Regions from separate parts of the Mus musculus genome. Here regions 1, 2 and 4 are each linked to region 3. Evidence: chromatin contacts called from public HiChIP or PLAC-seq and promoter capture Hi-C data. All regions are on one chromosome and are shown on one strand. Each heading gives the region's core, a stretch centred on a gene start, on an enhancer-like site or on the middle of the called end of the contact. The rest is flanking DNA. Distances are from core to core; before and after follow the strand shown.

Region 1 (2,924 bases), core at 345-2,844, 1.3 Mb before region 3:
TCTGGTGTGTCTGAAGTCAGAGATGGTATACTCACATATATGGAATAAAGAAATCTTTGAGAGAGAGAGAGATAGAGAGAGAGTTCTGAGTATTCATGGCATACCTCCTAAAATACTTCATGAATCTTATCCAGCATACCACATGTCTGTGTGTGTGTGTGTGTGTGTGTGTGTGTGTGTGTGTGTGTGTGTGTCTTGGTTACCAGTATGTGGCTCCATGGAAAAGTTATGACACTGTTGGGAAAGAGGCCCAGGAGAAAAAAGCTAGGTGATTGGGATGTACCTTGAAGGGAAGACAAGGCCCTTGGCCCCTGATTTTCTGACTTCCCTTTCTGTTTGTCCCAGGACAGCCACTTCTTTTATAATACAGTCGCACAATTACATGCGTCATACTAAGGGACATGCTAAGTGACTGGAAATAAACGGTGTGAAACCATGACCCTCCAAAGCTTTTCTTCTCTTCATCCTCGGCATTTTATCACAGGATGAAGACTGACATACGATGATGAACCATGTCTAAACCATCATGTGATGCTGCGGGGTGGGGTGGGAAGTGAAGTCATTTTGAATATCCAATCATCAGGAGAATGGTGAACCAGAGCCTCACCCCAAATTCTTAAAGGAACTCACCAAGGCCCAGAGGCGTGCAGCGTTCAGTGGGAAACAAGGCCACAAACCAACCCCAAATTGAACAAAGCATCAATTCTTCTTTAAAGCAGGTGTAGATGAGGATGCGCAGCAACCTCCGGGTTATTTAACCCTGACGCTGCTGCTTGGATAACATGTGAGAGGTTCCTAGGTTTGGGATTATGTGGTTACCTAGAGCGGACGACAGGCAGTCAGGGACGGGCCTCAACCAGGTTCTTCTTTAAGGCACTGACACCGACTCTCTCCTCAAGGATCCCGGGCACCACCCTCAGAGCTTACCAACAGCCAGCCCCATCTAAAAGAATGGCAAAACTCCTATCATCCGCCGACACAGCAAGGAAATGAAAAGAGGAAAGACCAACTCTTCCTAGACATGAAACTGGTACTCTGACTGGTCACTGCAGCTCTGTGCACCTGGAGCATAATCAAAAGCCTTAATGCAATTAAATTTTTACTAACTGCAGAAAAAAAAATACACGGTATACAGTTATATCCAAGAATACATGAGCTGACCAAAAATATATGCTCTAACATGATTTAGTATTTGTATCAGTTTTATGACTTAACTGTGTTGCTATGACTAAAAGACACTCAAGCTCGACTCAGAGACATTTACTTCTAGATATTCGAGAAGATAAATAAATATAATAGGCAGAGGGAATAACCATTCTGCAGATAGCGCATATGTGAGAAGGGCCTAGTTGCCAAGGCTGTGAATATCTCAGCAAAGCAAAATCCCAGGCACCACGTGGTCCCAACACAGCTGAGGTCCAAATCAAGTTCTCCAAACAGCAAGAGAAACAGGGAGCAGCAGGGTTGGGCAGAGGGCTCTGAGGAGCTCCTGGGGGTGGGGGAAGGGCTGGAGACACACCCTCCTCTCCACCCTCAGAAACCCTTGTGACTCTCCCTGCTCTGTGAGGTAGGCCTGGGACTCTAGTCAAGCTCAGGAACCCTCAGCCTCAGACACCTCAGGCAGCCATGCTGTTGCTGCCATGGAGAAGATTCTCTCAGCTCTGAATGGCCTCAGTGAGACATGGCTGACCCTAGGCTCAGCTTCCTACCACATAGACCTCAACTACACTCTTCTGAGTGGACTGGGGCTACTGCTTCTGTACATCTCCTACCTGATATTGAAACTGCTTATACATTTGCTGGGGAGAAAGAAATACACCCCAAAGGTAAGGAAGGATGGTGAGTTCCCAAGAGAGACTTCACTGCTAGGCTGTAGTTCTGTCCTGGCTGTGGGGTGAGCTTGGCTGTCAGAGGGATGTCTGGGATGAATGAGTGAGGAGAGGAGGGGAGGGGAGGGGAGGGAAGGTGAGAGGAGGGGAGGGGAGAGGGGAGGAGAGGAGAGGAAAGGGGAGGAGGAAGGGGGGAGGAGAGAGAAGAGGGGAGAGGAGGGGAAAGGAGAGGAGAGGGGAAGGGAAAAAAAGAGGGAAGGGGAAAGGAGAGGAGGGGAGATGGAGAGGGGAGAAGAAGAGAGGTATGAGAGGGAGGACTAAGGTTCCCATTTGGAGCCCACATTCACCTTCCTATCTGTGTGCCTGAATTTTCCAGGACAAAGTAGGAAACTGGTCCTAGTGGCTTGGCTCCAGTCTTTGGGTTCTGGGGATGGGACCAGTCTCTCCTGACAGTGATCCTATGATCCACTCCCGCATCACCTGTCCCTTCCCCTACCCTCCTCCACAATGAACTGGTCAGGATCACAGTGCTGCGTGTTGAAGGCCTCTGTTTAGAGCCTGGTTCGTGGTCTTTAGCCTCACACACAGCCCTTGGAGAGAGCAGAGATGTCAATGCTGCCTCCAGACTCCATGCTATCAAGAAGACTTTTTGTTGAGATCCCCAAGTGTGGACATTGTCGTGGTCTCCTCTACTTTCCCAGAGAGAAAAGCAGTGAACATAAGTGATTACTTCTAAAGTTAGTAAAATGAATGCATAAATCTCATTTATTCAATAGACCTCAGGATAATGTGGTTAGGAGTTCTGAATATATAACAAAGAGAAGCAGTACAAAGAAGTCTCACGTGCTCACTGTGTTTCTCTTTTCCTTACAGCGGCAGAACAGCATCAGGCGCAAACAAAGGAAAGCATTTAAACGTAGGTGTCCACCTATTAACGTCACCATCCCAGCGTCCCCCTGATGTCCTTTCTATGAAGTTTCAGGTCCATGATTTGAAGATGTTGCTCCTGAGACTCCGATTCACAAGATCAACCCGAGATAGAGCTGAGTCCCCTCTACTCCCCCACGCCTGAAGCAGTGGGCACAGCATCTCAGA
Region 2 (2,700 bases), core at 120-2,619, 1.2 Mb before region 3:
AGTTATGGTCCTTGAGGCTGGGAACTCCCATGGGTCTGATAAGAGCTGGAGCCCAATCCTTCTCCAGGTGAGAAGGTTCTCACACTTGCTAAAGGTGCCATTCATCTGCAAGTTGTGTGTTTGCAATAACTTCAAAGCCAATGACGCTGTGGGTTACCCGGCTGTATGGGCCAATCTTCTGAGCCTTTGTTCTGACCATTAACCATACTTTGCTAAAGAGGAATTCAATTTATATGTATTTCTAGATTGCAAGTTGATTTAGAAACACGTTCTTTGAATAATGTCTCATGAATTTTGAACTACTAAATGTTCTTAGACAATCGTTTTCATTTTGGGGAGTTTGTGGTGGAGAGTGGTTTAAAGGTATTTTAAATACTTGAATCTATCATTATGTGCACATGTGTTATAGGTATGGGGAAAACCAACATTTATAAAATGGCAGTCTTTTGTTCCTCTCAGTAAAGACATCTGCCAAGAGCAAGTAGCATGAAGCACTGTTTCACACCTTGAATACGTTTTTTGAATTACCTCCACAAACCTGCTTGAACGAAACATAAGAACAAAATAAAAACCCCACAGGGCTCAGTTTAGTCCCCTATCATGCTGTGATAATTTTACATCCCTTACCAACCACCATAAACAGGGAGCATGGTCGATGCTCCTTAAAAAGGCAAATGATGTCTTTATTAACAATGTATCTCAGAGTATTTAAACACAGTCAAAACACAAGCATGCTCCCTACTTCTCCCCCACTGTTTTTTGCCTTTAGCTTCTGCACCAAGGTTTTCCATAACATCGTTTTGAAATGAATGGGCATGACATTTTGTTCGCAGTACCATCAGATAATCTCATTTACCTGGATAAATGGGCCATGCGCCACAGCCTTCACAGCCTGTTCTGGGTCAACTTGGGGTCAGGAAGGACTAGCCTCACTGTTTCCCAAGGTTTGATGGGATTTGGGAGCTACGCCCCCGGTTGGGAAGGAAAAAAGAAGGCGATTTGATGAACGTGTCGATCTGCTAGCGGGCTAACACGTTTACACTGGCCCACGACCCACAGGAACCCAAAGGTAAGGGCGCGCACCGCCGGTTGCCCACGCCAGAGTGGAGTCCTTTCCCTACTCCGCCCCACCCTGCCCCGCCCGCCCCGCCCCGCCCCTCCTCGCCCCGCCCCGCCTCTTGGTACCCACCCGACCTTGCGCACGCGCAGCTTGTCTTCCCTCCAGGCGTGCCGCCCCCGCCGGCGGGCACGCGCCCCGCGGGCCCCCCCCCCCCCCGACGTCCCGCCCTTCCCTGGAAGCGCCCTTCCCCCACGCGCACGCGCCCTACCGGGCGCACGCGAGCCGGCCCTCGGAGCCGTGAGTTGGGCGGGGCGCCGCGCTGACGTTGCCCGGGATGCGGGCATGTTCCGCGGCCGTCTTCGCCGCCTCCGCCTCTCCTGCCACCCGGGTTTGTATGAAAACGGCGGGCCGCGGGCGGCGGACGGCGGGAGAAGGGCGGCGGGCGGCGAGGAACCGCCGTGCGCCCCGGGAGTCCCGGGCGCGGAGGCCGAGCGCAGCGCCCAAGCCGAGCCGGTGAGCGTCCCCGCCGCCCGCGCGTCCCGCTCGCCGGCTCCCGGCGGCTCCTCGGTTCACTTGGCGGAGGCGAAGCGCGCTGCCAGGCGGCGAGGCGGGCAGTCGAGCGAGCCGGGGCGGTCGTCGCCCCGTGCACTCTCCTCCGCGCTCCGCTGCCCGCCACTCCCTGGCCTCCGCCCTGCCGCGCCCCGGGACCCTTTGATTGGCTGCTCCCTGACAGTTTAGCGCCGTGGACGGCAGTTTCAACACCTCCCCGGGTGGTCGGGGTGGACGTTGACTGTGTATGCTGGTCCGTGGATGATGCAGGTCTCGCACGGCGTGTGAGGTAACGACGGCGATCCCGCTGGCATGGCAGGCTGTCTGTGGCAAGCCCTCTCCAGGTGTTCGGAATGGTAACGGTGCCCATCAGGTACCCGGCAGTTCGCAGTCCACAGAGTCGAGTGGCTCTCCCGAGCGCTCGCTCTTCCTTGGCCAGCTTCTGACTTATTCTCACAGTTCTCCTTGCTTCCCTGAGAGAGGAAGTTATTTTTGTAATTGTGTTTTGGAAATGTTTCTGGTTTCGTTGGCTGCAGAAGAAATGATTTATTTAAGGCACTTTGAACGGTACGGATTTTAAAACAGGCCAGATGTCAAAACCAAAGTCCTGGAGATCTGTAATCAGATCCCTCTAATGGGCCGCACTTTGGCGATGCCTTAGTCCACCCGAGTTTCTCCTGGTTTGCTTGGTTTCTCGTTCTCCCGAGTCACATTCTACAATGGAGTTACACTGTCATTTTGAATGACCATAGAGTTTTGCCTTGAATTGATGGATCAGTGTTTAAAATTGTAATCTCTGTTGGACTCTGAAACAGACCCCTTATGTGTTTGACCAACATGACATAAATGTCAAATATATTAACGTAATTTAACCTTCTGTGGTATTTTTAGTTTCTTAAGATTTATACGCATATGCATATGTATATATACATATGTGTGTGTGCCTGTGTGTGCATGTGTGTGTGCACCATGTGTGTACCTGAGGAGGTCAGAAGAATGTGTCAGATTCACTGGAATTGGAGTTACATATGGTTGTGAGCCACCATGTGGATGCTTGGAATCAGACCCACCCAGGTTCTCCGAAAGAACGG
Region 3 (2,961 bases), core at 320-2,819:
TATAACTGGGGGGTGGGGGTGGGCGCAAGAACAATCCTGCCATGAAATCTTGAGGAAGCAACTTCTCACTAGAGACTAGTCAAGACAATTTCTGTAGTTTCCTTTAGATTCCCACTTCTCATTTACAAAAAAAGTTGTTAGCGGGGTGGTGGAGGCGGCTATGCAGGCAATAATCTCAGCACTCGGGAGGCAGAGACAGGGGGATCTCTGAGTTCCAGACCAGCCAGGGTTACACGGAGAAACCTTGCCTCGGAAAAAAAAAATGTTGTACTAGAAATACTAACTTGCCGGGCAGTGGTGGCACACGCTTTTACTCCCAGCACTTGGGAGGCAGAGGCATTGGATTTCTGAGTTCGAGGCCAGCCTGGTCTACAGAGTTCCAGGACAGCCAAGACTACACAGAGAAACCCTGTCTCGGAAAAAAAAAAAAAAAAAAGAAAAAGAAAAAAAGAAATACTAACTTTAGCTGGCCATGGTTACGCTTGCCTTTAATCCCTGCTTTGGGAGGACGAGGCAGGTGGATCTCTTGAGAGACCCTCCGGGTCAAAAACCACCATATGAAAAATCTTGAGCCAGGAGTGGGGGCACACGCTTTTAATGCCAGCGTTTGAGAGGCAGCGGCAGGAGATCTACAGGATCCCACGACAGCCAGGGCTACACTAGGCTGTCTCAGAACGAGAGCCCCCTCACCAGATCCTCAAGCCCCAGTCTCTTCTGTCAGTTAGGTAAAGGATGGCTCGACCGCTCTGTAACGGAGCGATTTACAGGGTGCTGGCCGGTGTGCACATTTTGGGATTATTCGAGGGAAAGGTAGGACAGGGTGCGCTCGCACACACGCCTCGCTAACTGGAGGTCACCCCTACAGGCTGACATCCGGACATCAGCCAGAGTCTGGGGACCGTGGAGCTCTGCTGTGAGGATGAGGAGCGAGGCGAGCACCCGCAGTGACCCTCCCTTCCCCTGGTGGGGCAGCCATGGCGGGGCAGTGTGCCTGCGAGCTTTCTCAGGGAGGGTCCCAGGGAGCGCTGCAGCACGGACGCGCGGGCATTCCCTACGCGGCGTTCCCGGGGGGTCTGCATCGCACCGGCCCAACACGGAAGTAAGCCCCGGGCTCCCTGGGAGCGGGCGCCGCTTCCAGCCCTCCCCCGCCCTCCCCGCCGGGGGAGCCGTTAGCACAGCGGGTTTCCCGGGCGCCGCGGAGGGGGCGCAGAGCCCGCAGCGCCGGGGAGGGAGGGGGCGAGCGAGACGCGACAACGGGTAGCTGCGGAACCCGGGCGGAGCACCGACCGACCTGGCCTTCCCGCCTCGCCTCGCCTCGCCTCGCACCGCAGCGTGATCCCAGGGCCGCGCGCCGCTCTCCCTCTCCCGTTCCCAGCTGGGTTCTCTTTTCCCTCTTTCACTTCTTCCCGCCCAATCGGGCGCTCACGGGGCGACCGTCCCTCCTCCAATCGCGCCAAACTCCCTCGGGGCTCGAAAATCCCCCCGCAGTCGCCCCTCCCGGCACACGTGAGCAGCGCCGCTGAAGTCTCGCGAGAGGTCTGTCACTACTCCCCTCCCCCTCACCACAGAGTGCGCGAACGAGAAAGGAGGAGGGCGCTACAGGCGACAGCGCTGCAGACGCCATTATCCTCTGCTTCTCCGCTGCACGGACGTCGCCGTCGTGCTCGTCTCCCACTCGATTGCGGCCTGTAGGTATCTGGGTGGGCTAGGGCTTCGGGGTAGCGAGTCCCCGGAGCGGGTTGGCGCCCCGGGATGGCGGCTTGGGCTATCCCCATGCCCGAGTTTTCTCAGGCCCGCGGCCTTCCAGCCCAAAGGGAGTCGCCGGCGGAAGGCGGGGTTCTCGGCGCCGTAATTGACGCGGCCACGGGCCAATCGCTTCGCGCTCGCACCACCGCCGAAGCCTGGGCAGCCAATGGGGCGCGACGCTGAAGTGGGAGGGGGTTTGTCCTCGTTCTCTGTCTAGCAGTGACCGACCGTCGGAGGCGGCGCGGCCGGGAGGCAACGGCGGACTCGCGCGGTGAGCGGGACGGGCGGGTCGCGCTGGCTGGAGCGGGGTCGGACGCCGTAGTCGGCTGTCCGGGGTGGCGTTCGGGGCGGCCGTGGCCCGCCGGGGAACGTTGCCCGGGTTCCCCTCCCCCCACCGCCGCCATTTCCCCGAGCGTGCCCCTGCGGTTGGCGTGCCGGCGCTAGGTGGCTTGAGGGACCCGGGAAGGAGAGGCCTGTGGGTTTGCGACGCGGGCGCCCCGTGTGGAGGGAGCGCCGGGCCGTCCGGTGGACTCGCGGGTGTGGTGTGTGTGTGTGCGCCCCGGCCGCCCTTTGTCCCTCCACGGCGTGGGCCTCCCTCCTCACCCCACCTCCGGGGTGGGGGGTGCTGCGCGGCGGGGCCGATGGGGCGGCCGCGGCGGCTTTGTCTCGGGTGGTGGGGGAGGTGCGGGGGACGGGCGCTCGCGAGCCCGCGTGCTGGGTGGGGGAGGGGGGTCTCGCGCGACTCCGCCTAGTCGCACGTAGTCGCCATTACGCGGGCCGCCATTTCCTGTCGGATCCGGGTGAGGAGAGGCTCGCCGCTCGGCGACGGTCGCTGGCCGCTGCTTCCAGGCCCGGCCCGTGGGCGGGAGGCGAGCGCGCGCGGTCGGTCTCGCTCGGCGGACCTGTTAACACCAGCGCGCTGTGGGAACAGCGGCCGCGGGACGAGAGGGCTGGCTGGGCCTGTTTGTGTGCGTAGACCCGGCTGATTTGCCTGAATCCATTTACCCCCGCGGCCGGGGGTTTAGCGGAGTGGCCGGCCGATCTCTGCATTTAAAGTGGTCCCCAGAGGGATCGTCATTTGCTGCCGGCGTTTTGGAATAGGAGAAGGCATGAGGGTGATGCCTCGACTTTAAGATCCTGTGTTGGTCCTTGGCTTTGGTAGGACTACGAGTTAACTGGACCAGTTGTGATGGTTTGGTTGCAGTCTTGGAGAGT
Region 4 (2,859 bases), core at 16-2,515, 1.2 Mb before region 3:
GAACATTGTCAGCCTGGGCTACAGGACACGTTCTCAAAAACAAAACGACAAATCTGAGTAAAAAAAAAAAAAAAAAAAAAATCACAAGGTTGTCTTTCTTTTTTTTCTTATTCTTTCTTTCTTTCTTTTTTTAAGTCAAAGTTGAGAAAACCTCATGTATCCTGCCCCAGGCTTTGAACCAAAAAGCCCCCAAATTCAAAACTCACCTCGACAAGCATCTTCAAAATCCTGGGTTATGTCCACCCAGCTTGTGCTACTTTTTTCCATTTTTTCCGGGACCCCGAGCTCCCATCCCGAAGCATCGTCGTCTACAGTAGCTTTCATAACCATGATGCCTGCAAAGGGAACATTGGTGTGAGGCTGGGAATATAGCTTTGGCAGGCACAGGAGCTGCAAAACTGCCCCAAGTGTTGGGTGAAAGACTTCCAAAACTCTGCAGGCAGAACGCCTTTGAATTCTGCAAAAACAAACAAACAAAACCCAACCACCTAGCTTTGAGCAACCTGACCTCACATAAACCGGGCTGCTGCTCCCGCACTGATTCGCACTTGCCAGGACTCACAACTTCTTCCAATCCCTCCAGAGATCTTCAAGCATCCCAGCCCAAGACTACAAGTCCGGAGACGCCGGCTGTCAAGCCCGGCCTCCGGGAATCAGAGCCACCCTCAAAGCTCGGCAGCGACCGAGCATCCTTCACCTGGCGGGCTTCGCAAGACCAGGGCCTTGCCTCGCCCTGCAGGCGCCTCCGCAGAGACCCTGGCCCACCGCGGGCCGAGCGCCACTGAGACCGAGATCGAGGCGGAGACCGGTCCACGCGGGGAACCGGCAGCAGGCGGCCCTCGTCGCCCGGGCGACACGGGCACAGCCCGGCCTCCCGGCGCGCGCCCTCGGCTCCGACCCGAGGCGCGGCGAGGAACCGGCCGCCGGTGCCCACTCCCTGAGATCCGCCACGGCGGACTTCGGGGTCGTACCGGCCCCACTTGGGCCACCCCGGATACTTTCCCACGACCACCCGCGTCAAAACGCACCGTCCGCGCCACGGAGATAACGACACCGACAATACCGTCGCCGCCGCCGCCCCCTCCCCTCGCAGCCCCGCCCCGCCGGCCGCGTGCACGCATGCGTACGCCCTGGGCGCGCGCTCCCGGCTCCCGACTTTCGGGACTCCGCGCACCGACCACGCCCCCTCCCTCACCTAGGCCGCCGCATCCGGGTAGGCGCGCATCCTCTCTTCTCGCGGGATTATAGCACATCGCGAGACCGGAAACCATGCACCATTTTCCTCCCCTCCGGCCGAGACCCGGCCGTGGGCGGAACCCAGAGAGAGGCGGAGCCTGGAGTGCTTCCTGGGAAACTCTTTAAGGTGACTCAAGGGTGAAGGGGAGGGGTAGGGCTTCCGGGGAGGGGCCAGCTGCCGGCCGTATTGCTGTTTTGTGGTTGTGCAAACTGACCTTATTTATTATGTCTTGCATTCAGCGCGCAAGCACTTTGTAAAGGAAAGAAAAATAAGACATTTACATCGAGCTTGCTAGCACGTTTCTTCCAAACTCAGATGTTTTAGTTTTATCTTAATAATCCTGACATAAAGTAGATTGGGTGTGGATGTGGGTGGTGTTTGGAAAGGAACCCAGGTCCTTTAATTAATGAAAAAATAAAAATATTTAAAAAGGACACGACTGCTTCTAAGTATGGTGGAGGAGAAGGTTGAGTGTAGGTATGAAGGAGAGCATAGCCAGAGTCAGACATCCAGAAGGGTCCAGAGGGAATGTGACCCTGAGCCGGCTCACGGGAGGAGAGCAGAGAGGAGAGCGGGGAGACCAAGGGGCCAGGGGAAGGGGTAAGAGAAGAACCAGGTAACCAAAATGTCTGCGAAGGCAGCTGGGGGGCAGTGCAGCCCAGCCCCTGTGCTGGAGTAAGGGGGCCGGGTATGCCAGCCATAGCTTCTACCAGGTAGAGACTGGGATTCTAGGAGAACGTTCCGTTCCGCCTATACATGTTAAATAGGTATCTCCGTTAGCATTTGTCCCAGGGTTGAGAGCTAACACTCAGTAAGAGTACACAAGCAATCTGTCATTGGGCTGTATCCTCGGACTTCATGTTGATTGTTTAAATTTTTTAAAAATTGTTTCCCCCATGGAGTGTATTTCCTGAGGACAAGAACTTTGTTTTCGTTTAAATTGCCCTAAAAACGTAAGGCATGTAGTTAGTTCTCCTTAGAAGAGGAGAATGAGTAAAGAAATCGCACAAACTGGTTTAATGACCTTTTGAGACTCCAGAAGAAACCTAGAAAAATGTGAACAGGGTTCATCTGATTTGTTCAATATTGTGTATAAGGGCGTGACAAACACTAATTTGATAAAGATTCATGGAGGGGGCGGCTGTAGAGATGGATCATAGGTTAAGAGTGCTTCCTGTTCTTCCACAGAACTTAAGTTCCATTCCCAGGACCCACTGGAGGTAGCACAGCTACCTGTAAGTGTGGTCCAGAAGTGCACTGGCATACGGGTGCTGTACACTCAAGTAGACACATAAATAGATCTTTTTAAAAAATAAGAGGATATATGGGCTTGAGAGATGACTCAGTGTTTAAGAGCACCAATTGCTCTTCCAGAGGTCCTGAGTTCAATTCCCAGCAACCATATGGTGGCTCACAACCATCTGTAAAGGGGTTTGGTGCCCTCTTCTTGTGTCTCTAAAGACAGTTACAGTGCACCCATAAATATAATAAATCTTTAAAAAAAATAAAATAAAGCCGGGCAGTGGTGGCACACGCCTTTAATCCCAGCACTTGGAAGGCAGAGGCAGGAGGATTTCTGAATTCGAGGCCAGCCTGGTCTACAAAGTGAGTTCCAGGACAGC

Evidence for each region. Promoter capture Hi-C pulls out the DNA fragments that hold promoters and counts their contacts. HiChIP or PLAC-seq counts read pairs in DNA pulled down with a chosen protein or histone mark. Capture Hi-C pulls out chosen DNA fragments and counts their contacts.
Region 1: an H3K4me3 HiChIP or PLAC-seq map of embryonic forebrain shows a contact between it and region 3, with 4 times the contacts expected there. The contact joins the promoter of Spata31d1a here to the promoter of Hnrnpk in region 3. A contact is called at or near these places in 4 of 39 promoter capture datasets (the HPC-7 cell line, cranial neural crest, hippocampal neurons and 1 more) and 2 of 115 datasets of contacts at active chromatin or transcription factors (embryonic forebrain and embryonic stem cells).
Region 2: a promoter capture Hi-C map of liver shows a contact between it and region 3, with 2.9 times the contacts expected there. The contact joins the promoter of Agtpbp1 here to the promoter of Hnrnpk in region 3. A contact is called at or near these places in 1 of 39 promoter capture datasets (cranial neural crest), 1 of 484 Hi-C or Micro-C datasets (muscle stem cells), 3 of 115 datasets of contacts at active chromatin or transcription factors (astrocytes, large pre-B cells and stem cell-derived neural progenitor cells) and 2 of 9 other capture datasets (liver and pancreatic islet).
Region 4: a contact with region 3 is called in a promoter capture Hi-C map of liver, with 7 times the contacts expected there. The contact joins the promoter of A230056J06Rik here to the promoter of Hnrnpk in region 3. A contact is called at or near these places in 1 of 39 promoter capture datasets (liver), 1 of 484 Hi-C or Micro-C datasets (B cells), 5 of 115 datasets of contacts at active chromatin or transcription factors (astrocytes, cardiomyocytes, extraembryonic endoderm stem cells and 2 more) and 1 of 9 other capture datasets (adipose tissue).

Annotation. Positions count from the first base shown.
Region 1 is chr13:59,704,867-59,707,790 of GRCm38.p6, reverse strand. Spata31d1a (spermatogenesis associated 31 subfamily D, member 1A) reads left to right here and starts at 1,594. Exons shown (of 4, transcript NM_028157.2): 1 at 1,594-1,826; 2 at 2,703-2,745. The coding sequence starts at 1,641. Gm40972 (a long non-coding RNA gene) reads left to right here. Exons shown (of 3, transcript XR_873547.2): 3 at 900-1,104.
Region 2 is chr13:59,555,971-59,558,670 of GRCm38.p6, reverse strand. Agtpbp1 (ATP/GTP binding protein 1) reads left to right here and starts at 1,369. Exons shown (of 26, transcript NM_001377097.1): 1 at 1,369-1,573.
Region 3 is chr13:58,401,120-58,404,080 of GRCm38.p6, reverse strand. It overlaps Hnrnpk (heterogeneous nuclear ribonucleoprotein K), which reads left to right and starts at 1,569. Exons shown (of 16, transcript NM_025279.3): 1 at 1,569-1,688. Rmi1 (RecQ mediated genome instability 1) reads right to left here and starts at 1,484. Exons shown (of 3, transcript NM_028904.3): 1 at 1,292-1,484.
Region 4 is chr13:59,583,629-59,586,487 of GRCm38.p6, reverse strand. A230056J06Rik (RIKEN cDNA A230056J06 gene) reads left to right here and starts at 1,265. Exons shown (of 2, transcript NR_045633.1): 1 at 1,265-1,363. Naa35 (N(alpha)-acetyltransferase 35, NatC auxiliary subunit) reads right to left here and starts at 1,155. Exons shown (of 23, transcript NM_030153.2): 1 at 1,029-1,155; 2 at 207-335. The coding sequence starts at 330.